Regions from separate parts of the Anas platyrhynchos genome. Here region 1 is linked to region 2. A link is a contact called in public Hi-C data. All regions are on one chromosome and are shown on one strand. Each heading gives the region's core, a stretch centred on a gene start, on an enhancer-like site or on the middle of the called end of the contact. The rest is flanking DNA. Distances are from core to core; before and after follow the strand shown.

What was found. A called contact is a pair of places that touch in the nucleus more often than the background predicts.
Region 1: a Hi-C map of F5 follicle shows a contact between it and region 2, with 2.1 times the contacts expected there. The contact joins two enhancer-like sites. A contact is called at or near these places in 2 of 8 Hi-C or Micro-C datasets (F5 follicle and small yellow follicle).

The regions. Positions count from the first base shown.
Region 1 is chr3:99,208,883-99,213,150 of IASCAAS_PekinDuck_T2T, reverse strand. It overlaps ARHGEF10 (Rho guanine nucleotide exchange factor 10), which reads left to right. Exons shown (of 28, transcript XM_072036375.1): 16 at 1,788-1,933. Among named protein-coding and RNA genes, the nearest start is that of ARHGEF10, 56 kb to the left of the region's middle. Within about 2 kb of position 2,555, at least 3 of the 8 cell types and tissues checked have an H3K27ac peak or open chromatin away from gene starts, as enhancers often do. A contact at or near this core is called in F5 follicle, where this site is marked.
Region 2 is chr3:99,164,285-99,168,253 of IASCAAS_PekinDuck_T2T, reverse strand. The region is part of intron 25 of ARHGEF10 (Rho guanine nucleotide exchange factor 10); the gene reads left to right. Among named protein-coding and RNA genes, the nearest start is that of KBTBD11, 20 kb to the right of the region's middle. Within about 2 kb of position 2,128, at least 4 of the 8 cell types and tissues checked have an H3K27ac peak or open chromatin away from gene starts, as enhancers often do. A contact at or near this core is called in F5 follicle, where this site is marked.

The DNA of each region.
Region 1 (4,268 bases), core at 1,306-3,805, 44 kb before region 2:
GTTTCTGGGTCTTGAACAATCTTTAGAATGGACTCTGAAGGGGCACCTGCATTTTTTTCTGTAGTGCTTGACACCATGGGGTTGTTCTGGTGGTAGGTGTGAGAAGTGAGTTACCTTCAAGACAGAATGGGTTCACTGGTTTAAACCACTGCGTGGTGGGGTGGGTAAAATGCTGAAATAGCAGCAGCAGTGCTTGTATTTTGTGGCAGTGTAGAAAATAATGTTTTCTTTTTCTGTATCAAGTTTTCAAGCAAATCTTCTGCATGAGAAACTTCACCTTAAATTTATCTTAGAACCAAGGAATTACTCCTGTGTAAAGGAAGGAACCAGTTGCTTCAACCACAGTGCTTCCAACTGCAGAGTGGTTGAGAGTGTGCTATTGAACATGTCCAATATCTTTCCTATTTTGAAGAACACCCCAGTCTGTTTCATTCATATATTTAGATCTTACAATAGAAATGTCTTTGAAGAACTGCGGAAGACATTCAGTTATGGGGAAGGAACAATTTTCTTTGAGTTTGTTAGTAGCTATCTGTATTGTAGATATATGTATGCTTATTTGCATCATAAATGCTTCTGTTTTTCCCAGTGCTTCAATTATTGCTTTCATGAAGTTATAGATAATTGTACTTATTCTGGCATGGAGTAATGGAGGCATGCTAAAGGAGTGCAAGGAGTGCTTTTGTCTGTGATTCATAAAAACCCTGGTAGTTTTAAGAACAGAAAGTAGTCAACAAGAACATACTTCTATTAAGCTATTTATGAAAAAAGAAATACTGAATTTATTGTCATCCTGGCATGTTATTTCCATTCTAAGTGCATTAAAGAATGGGTTCAGGTAATTTACTTTTTCTAGTTCTCATAATCCTGCTTTTTGAATTAGCTACTAATGATTATCTACAAGTGACTGAAAGAGTTAAAGACACAGAGTGTACCCTTTAGCAGGTGGTCGAGATTTCTTTTTATCAGTTGATAGCAACTGTAAAGTCTCCTGTTCTGTACCAGGAGACTTGAGATCTAGCTGCGTAGTCACTTCAAATCATTTAGCGCCTTGTGCAACTTGTGACTTAATATTTGCTTATACAGATTTAGACAATGCCATTATACAATGCCAGGCAAGGTGAAACAGGTGGTGAAGGAAATGGATAGATAGGAAATGGGTGCGTTGCAGACCGTTTTGTTTTCTCTGCCACTATGGAGATGTATTTGACCTGTAAGGAATTGGTTCATGCTTGCACGCAAGGCTGAGCCTCAGCACTTGAAGGAAAATTGCAGGAACAGTTTACATGTCCTGCACCTTTTGAGCATGTCAAGTTCTTGGCAGTCTGTGGAAATATGCCAGCTGCACTCCTTTGCTGGTTTTGTAAGCCAATGTAGACAGAGAAGCTGAAAGCATTCTTCTTCCACCCACTCTGACTTGCCCCTTTGGGATGGCTGGAACCATGTGTAATGTTTAAACGGACTATGAAAGAAGAGGTGAAGGAAGGAAGTAGTAGAAACTGTGGAAGCTATGACTTTTTTTTTCACTAGAGGATCTTTATCAATATGGAAGACTTTCAGTGCAATTACATGTTCCATATGAAGAATTAAAAGCCCTGCAGGACATATCCTGGGGTTATGTTACTGCTGCAGGAAATGAAAAGCAAATCAGTAAAGACATTTAATTCATTTGGCAAATTCACTTGTGAGCTTGTAGTCATATGGCAATATTGCATTTTTGTTGTTGTTGTTCTGGATGTTAGATGAACAGTGTATAATAGACGATGTTGATTGTTTTTAAAATCTAGCTACTTAGCAGTGGAAACAGATACCTTGTGCGGACTGATGATATGGTTGAAACAGTTTACAATGACAAAGGAGAAATTATCAAAACCAAAGAACGGCGACTTTTCATGTTAAATGATGTGCTGATGTGTGCAACGGTAAACATACGGTAAGACTTGACTAATATTTTTTACATTATCATTCAAGTTTAAGCTGGAAATGATGACAGTGAAAAGAGTTTTTGTTGTTGTTGTTTTTACTATGTCTAATGATCTCTATCAGTTGTCATAATGAACGGACAGCTGGCTTTTATACACTCTTCTAAATTGCCTGCTGATATTTTGAAGTTCCAGAATAAATTTGTGTGTGTGAGCACGTGTGTGTGCGTGTGTGTGTATATATATATATATATCTCAGTTGGAAACTTCAGTTAGAAATGTGCTGTAGAATCATCAGTGTTCATTAGGGTAGAGTGGAGTGCAGATATACCATGGTAGTTTTTTTTTCTCTTCTTCCTTAAATTCGTGCTGTCACACATCTGTAACCTGACACGATTTGGAAGTTAAAACAAAACCAAAGCTAATGCGTGTAGCTAGAGAAAAAAAAAAAAAAAGGAACACGCTAATGAAATTCCAGCTGGGGAAGGGTTTTTATCTCTGAGACCAAATGTTGAAGGATTAAAGTTGAGGTGCTTTGAAGAAAGCATTTTTTTTAACATGCCTTCTGTTTTAGTTGGCTGTAGCTATTACTGTTACTATAGCACTGTGTATGCCAAGGTCACATTCACATTCCAATGTTGCTTGTATCATGAATTGCTTTGTGTGTTGGTACATTCTGACAGAGAAAATGTAGACTGTTAAAATCTTCCAAAACCAGCTTTTCTTAAGCATAATATGAGTTGTTACATTAGTTCGTTGGTGAAGTCTGAATGCAGCGCACATTTTTGCAGTAGTAGTAGTAGTGTGAATGCTTGGTCTCACATTAGTGAGCAAGAAGTACATTTTCTGAAGAGCAGTTATTACATGGCAAAAGCTTATATCCAATTGTCCCGGGAATTCTTTTCCTTTACAATTTATTCAGTTCTTTAGTAGCTTTTGACCACTTTTTGTCATTTTTTCATTTTGTCATTTTTTTCCATGACATCATTGTCTTGGATTTTTTGTAGTTGGTCCTGAAGTGGCAGTGTGCACTCTGTTTTCACTTTGCGTCTGAAAAGTTCATGATTTTGCCAAGTCTCTGGCTTCCTTGTTAAGTCAACAGTTCCAGTTATAACTAACAGCGCTGTTGTTCCTGACATTAACTGTTTTTTTCACTGCAGAAGAAACTATTTTGTCAAGCAAAATATAGTTAGGGAATGAAGGAAATAATATGCTAAATTTCATTGATTATACTAGTATACAGTCCAGAATTTTTGGTCCAAATGAGCTGTTTTAGCTGTGTAGAAGTTAAGCATTCTGTTATAGCAGTGGTTTTCAAACTCAGCTTTGTGCACGCCTACCTATTGACCGCTGGAGGTGTAAACTTCTTCAGAGAATTTACATGTACAGGTAGCAGAACAGCACATGTCAGCTCAATTTTCTTAACCACCTTTTATCAGTCTTTACAGAAATAGTCCGACATCCCAGGAGCCTGGCAGGCTTTGGTTCCAGAACAATATTCTGTAGCTGACAAAAGATGCATTTCTGCAGTCCGTGACCCCCAGAAGGTCCTTCTTCACGTGTAGCCTAGATGTCCGGCTTAAACTGGAGACCTAACTTTTAAGTAGCAGGAGTTGGACAGGGTGGATGCTATCCCTAGCGACTGAACAGCTGTGTCCTGCCCTCTCGTGTTTTCTTTCTTTTTAACTAGATCTAGAGTTCATAAATATTTGCTTAAGTTGTGGTACTTGTTTTTTCTGTTTATTCTTGTCTCTCCTTTGAAACAGAAGTGTGACTGTGTGGTGAATAATTAGCTGACTAGCTGAATGTTGGTGTCCAGATACTGTTCTCACTAAACACTCCAGGCTGATTTCTCCAAAGCTTTTATTTTGCTTACTTCAGCCATGCTTTCTGTGAAGGAAACATTCCTGTTTCCTTTCATATCTCTTTTGTGCTTGATAGTAGATGTTTGTTACATATGCTTGAATGTGTGAATAACAGAATGAAAGAAACAAAGGAAAAGGAGCCAGTGAATTCTATTTCTATTTCAAGTAAGCTTCCTCAGCGTGCTGTTTCCTCTGAAATGCCTGTTGTGATGTACACTTCTGTTAGCAGCAGCTCACATGTAGATTCCTCTTAGAAACCACAGCAATTGCAAAAAGTCTCCTGTAAAGAACATCCTGGGCTTTGGACTTCGCAGAAACGTTGGCTTGTCAGCATTTGAGAGGTTGCATTGCCCTTCCTCCTCCTGGTAGTCATTTCAAGGTCCCGTCATCCAGGCTTTCTTGAATGCAGCAGTTACTGCTTTTTAGCACTGTTTCAAGTACTGTCCTAAAAGACAGTACAAGCAAAAAGAACTAGGAAAAA
Region 2 (3,969 bases), core at 879-3,378:
GAAGCGTTTCTATATGGGGGGAAATCAGCAAAGAAATGGTGTATTCTCCCTCTGTGTCCTCTCTTTAGGGGAGATTCAGTTAGTAGTAAAGACTTGACTCTAGAATTTTGGAGTCAAGTTCAGTAATATTCATTTTTGCTCTGTCAACAGGAATGCAGGTGTCACACAAGGCTCAACTGTTATTCTTCCCTTTGTGCAAATCCTTTATTTTTCCATATTCCTCAAGTTACTGCTGCTTTTTTCTTGATTGCTTTTTATTATTGTGCATACATTTTATATGCTCTGGGTCATTATAAACTATTTATAAAGGTACCTGACAAGTTTTGAAGACCTTACTTACGCAAGCCCAAGAGCATATTCAAGATCATTTCATAAACACCTTCCTTGTAAGGCACTCCCAGATTCATAAGCATTTAATTTAACTGCCTGTGCATTTGCTAAGTGCAAAGTACATTATTCTCTGAACACAATCTCATTGCACACCTCCCTGCTTTTTTAAGACTCTGATTTAAACTTTTTTTTAAAAATTGTTACCCAATGAGCAGATTTGGCATCCAATGTATTGATTATGGGTGTTACACACTTTTCCTGCTTTTTTTTTTTTTTTAACACGCTTGGATAAGACTTTCAATTCACTTGTTTTAATGATACATTATTGTAGTAGTTGTAGTGTTTCAGGAAATCACTTTCATCGGCACAGTGCCCCACACTGGCACGATGCCTCAAGCTACTTGGCAAAGGATGTGTGAGAAATGCATCAATTGTTGTTATGTATTAATTTTATTTTCTGATACTCTTTCTGTGAAGAAGAAACTTGTCTTCAGCCTTGACCCTTGATCTGGGATTTGCATTGCTGTTTAGTATCAGCCTTCATCCTACGGAGTTCTCTGTGCATGTAGAACCTTAAGCTCTGCAAAGGCAGTCCGTTTAAAAACAACAACAAAAAAGCCAGAGAATGTAACGGAATAAAGTCGAGAATTGAATGGCATTCCATCCTGTTCTGTTTCGTCTTGTTTTTAAAACTTGGCTAACTATTTATGAGCTGCTCTAGTTTTAACAATGTATAAGTAGAATAAACCAAAATATTTAGCTGAATAAACTAAACAAATGAAAATCCCTATACCTGAGTGTGTGTTGCCCAACTACTGTATCTTCTTTAAAGAAGTAAAAACAATTTCTTTCACCTTGTGGACAATGATACCCATTATGCATCTCTCATTAACCTTGAACTAATGTGGTTCAGTTCTTGGCACAGCTGTATGGTACAAGTGGGCAACCCCTCAAAAGAAACATTTCAGCTATGCCCCGTGCTGTTGAAACAATAGTTAGCTATGTCAGCCTCCACTGCAGGACAGACTCGCTGTGGCATCCAGTGTGTTCTGAAGCTCTGATGTTGCCATAGAGTTAGGAGAAGACTGCCTGAGGGGGGAAAAAAAAAAGACTGAATAGAAGTTAGAGACTAATGTATTTATGAAAAGTGAAAAAGTAAAATGGAGTTCGATTCTTTTAATAACAAAGGGAATGAGACATTTTTGTCCTCGCATATCTGTATTTCCTGTAATGTGTAAAAAAAAGAACTTGAGGAAAAAGGACGGCTCTTGGATTTCAGATAGATGTGTAATTGAAACAGATGTCAAAATTATCTTCTATACAAAAACTTTGTGCTTTGTAAAAGAATATACAGGTTTGGGTATGTTCCTGCTCCATCTCAGAAGGCCCTTTGAATGAGAAGAATAGTTCTTTTTATATGCTTCTTGTGGTGTTGACAATATTACAGTTTTCCTTTAAATGTGTCTGTTTCAACAGACAGCTGTACCAACTGCAGGGCAGACAAAGTGGGAGTATAATGAGTTAGCTGGTAAAAATGGAATGTGACAAAAATGCCTGTGCAAGTTGTTTACAGTTGCACTCACAGAATTGTCCTCTGTGGTCAGAAAACCAGAGAAAATTAATTTTTACCATCAGCTTCAGTTTTCTTCATATTTCAAGCCGTTCAAATTGCTAAAATTCACTTCAGTGGCCTTGGATCTGTCCCTGAGAAGTTTTTAAGTCAATTCGTTACCGTCAAGGCTGAGAGAACTGGAGTTGTTGAGTCTAGAGAAGAGAAGCCTCCAGGGTGACCTTATAGCAGCCTACTAGTACCTAAGGGGGGGCTACAAGAAAGCTGAAGAGAGACTCTTTGTCATGCAGTGCTAGGACAAGAGGTAATGGCTTTAAACTAAAAGGGGAGATTCAAGTTGGATGTTACGAAGAAATTCTTTACTCTGAGGGTACTGAGACACTGGCATAGGTTGCCCGGAGAAGTTGTGGATGCCCCATCCATGGAAGTGCCAAGGCCAGTCAGGATGGGGCTTTGAGCAGCCTCATCTAGTGGGAGGTGTTCCTGCCCATGTCAGGGGGGTTGGAACTGGGTGATCTTTAAGGTCCATTTCCACCCAAACAATTATGTGATCAGTGTATGTATGAGTCTATAAACAAAAGTGTATAGAATATCCCAAGTTGTAAGGGGCCCACAAGGATCACTGAGTCCAACTCTTGACTCCACACAGGACCACCCAAAATTCAAACTCTGATCTCCAAACACTTGCTGAACTCTGGTAGGTTTGGTGTCATGCCCGCTGCCCTAGGGAGCCTGCCCAGTACCCAACCACCCTCTCAGTGAATAACCTTTCCCTAACCCCCATCCTGACCCTCCCCTGTCCCAGCCCCATGCCATTCCCTCGGGTCCTGTCGCTGTCCCCAGGGAGCAGAGCTCAGCACCTGCCTCTTCGCTCCCCTCGTGAGGGAGCTGCAGGTGCCATGAGGCCTCCCCTCAGCCTGCTCTGCTCTGGGCTGAACAAACCAAGGGACCTCAGCTGCTCCTTGTACATCTTGCCCTCTAGACTCTTCACCATCTTTGTTGCCCTACTTTTGACACTCTCTAATAGTTTTATGTCCTTTCTATACTGTGGTGCCCCAAACTGCACATAGTACTCAAGGTGAGGCCACACCAACACAGAACAGAGCAGGACAGAGCTCCTCCTAATTTAGTGTCATCTGCAAACTTTGTGAGCATTTGGCTGTTGTGTCCAGATCATTTTTGAAAAACATTAAAGAGAACTGACCCTTAAATGGAACCCTGTAGGATCACACTAGCGACTGGCTTCAAGCCTGGTGTAACCCCACTTACTACAACTCTTTGAGCCTGACCTGTCAGCCAATTGTTCACCCATCACATTATGTTTTTGTCTAGCTGTAAGCTCAGCATTTTGTCCAGAAGGATACTGTGAGAGACAGTACTGAAAGCTTTGCTGAAATACAAAAAGATTACCTCTGCTGGCTTCCCTTGGTCAACTACATGGGTAAAACTATTTTTACAAAGGGCCGTCTGCAAGAAAACATTTACATGCATTATGATATATCATGAAATCTAGTCATAAGATCTGTTTCTGGCTTCAGAAAATGTTGTTCATGGGTAACTTCCGTTGAATCAATTGCATGATCACAGAATGGTTTGGATTGGAAGGGACCTTAAAGATCACCTAGATCTGACCCCCCTGCCATGGGTTGGGACACCTGCCACTAGATCAGGGTGCTCAAAGCTATGTTATGTGATTAAAAAAAAATAAAAAAAATGAGTGGAGATTGAGGAAAGCGATGAATATAAATGTACCTGTCAGAGGTGCTTACCTTGCATTCTGCAGTGTTGTTAGAAGAGTCAAAAAGTAATGTAATAATGCTCTCTAAATCTGAACTACTGCCTAACAGCTGGAGAGAAACTTCTCTATTCATATTTTTTTTTTAAATTAACATTTGAAGAATAGCATAAATTCAAAAATAAATAAATAATTCCCATTATTTTTAAGTAGCCAATTTCTCAGTGGAAAGTACTAATTTATGGATTTTATTTGTACTGGTAAGTAATAAAATTAAAAAGGGCCTCTAAGTAAAATATCAGAAGTTAGGCTTTGTGAAAGCTTGAAGTTCTAT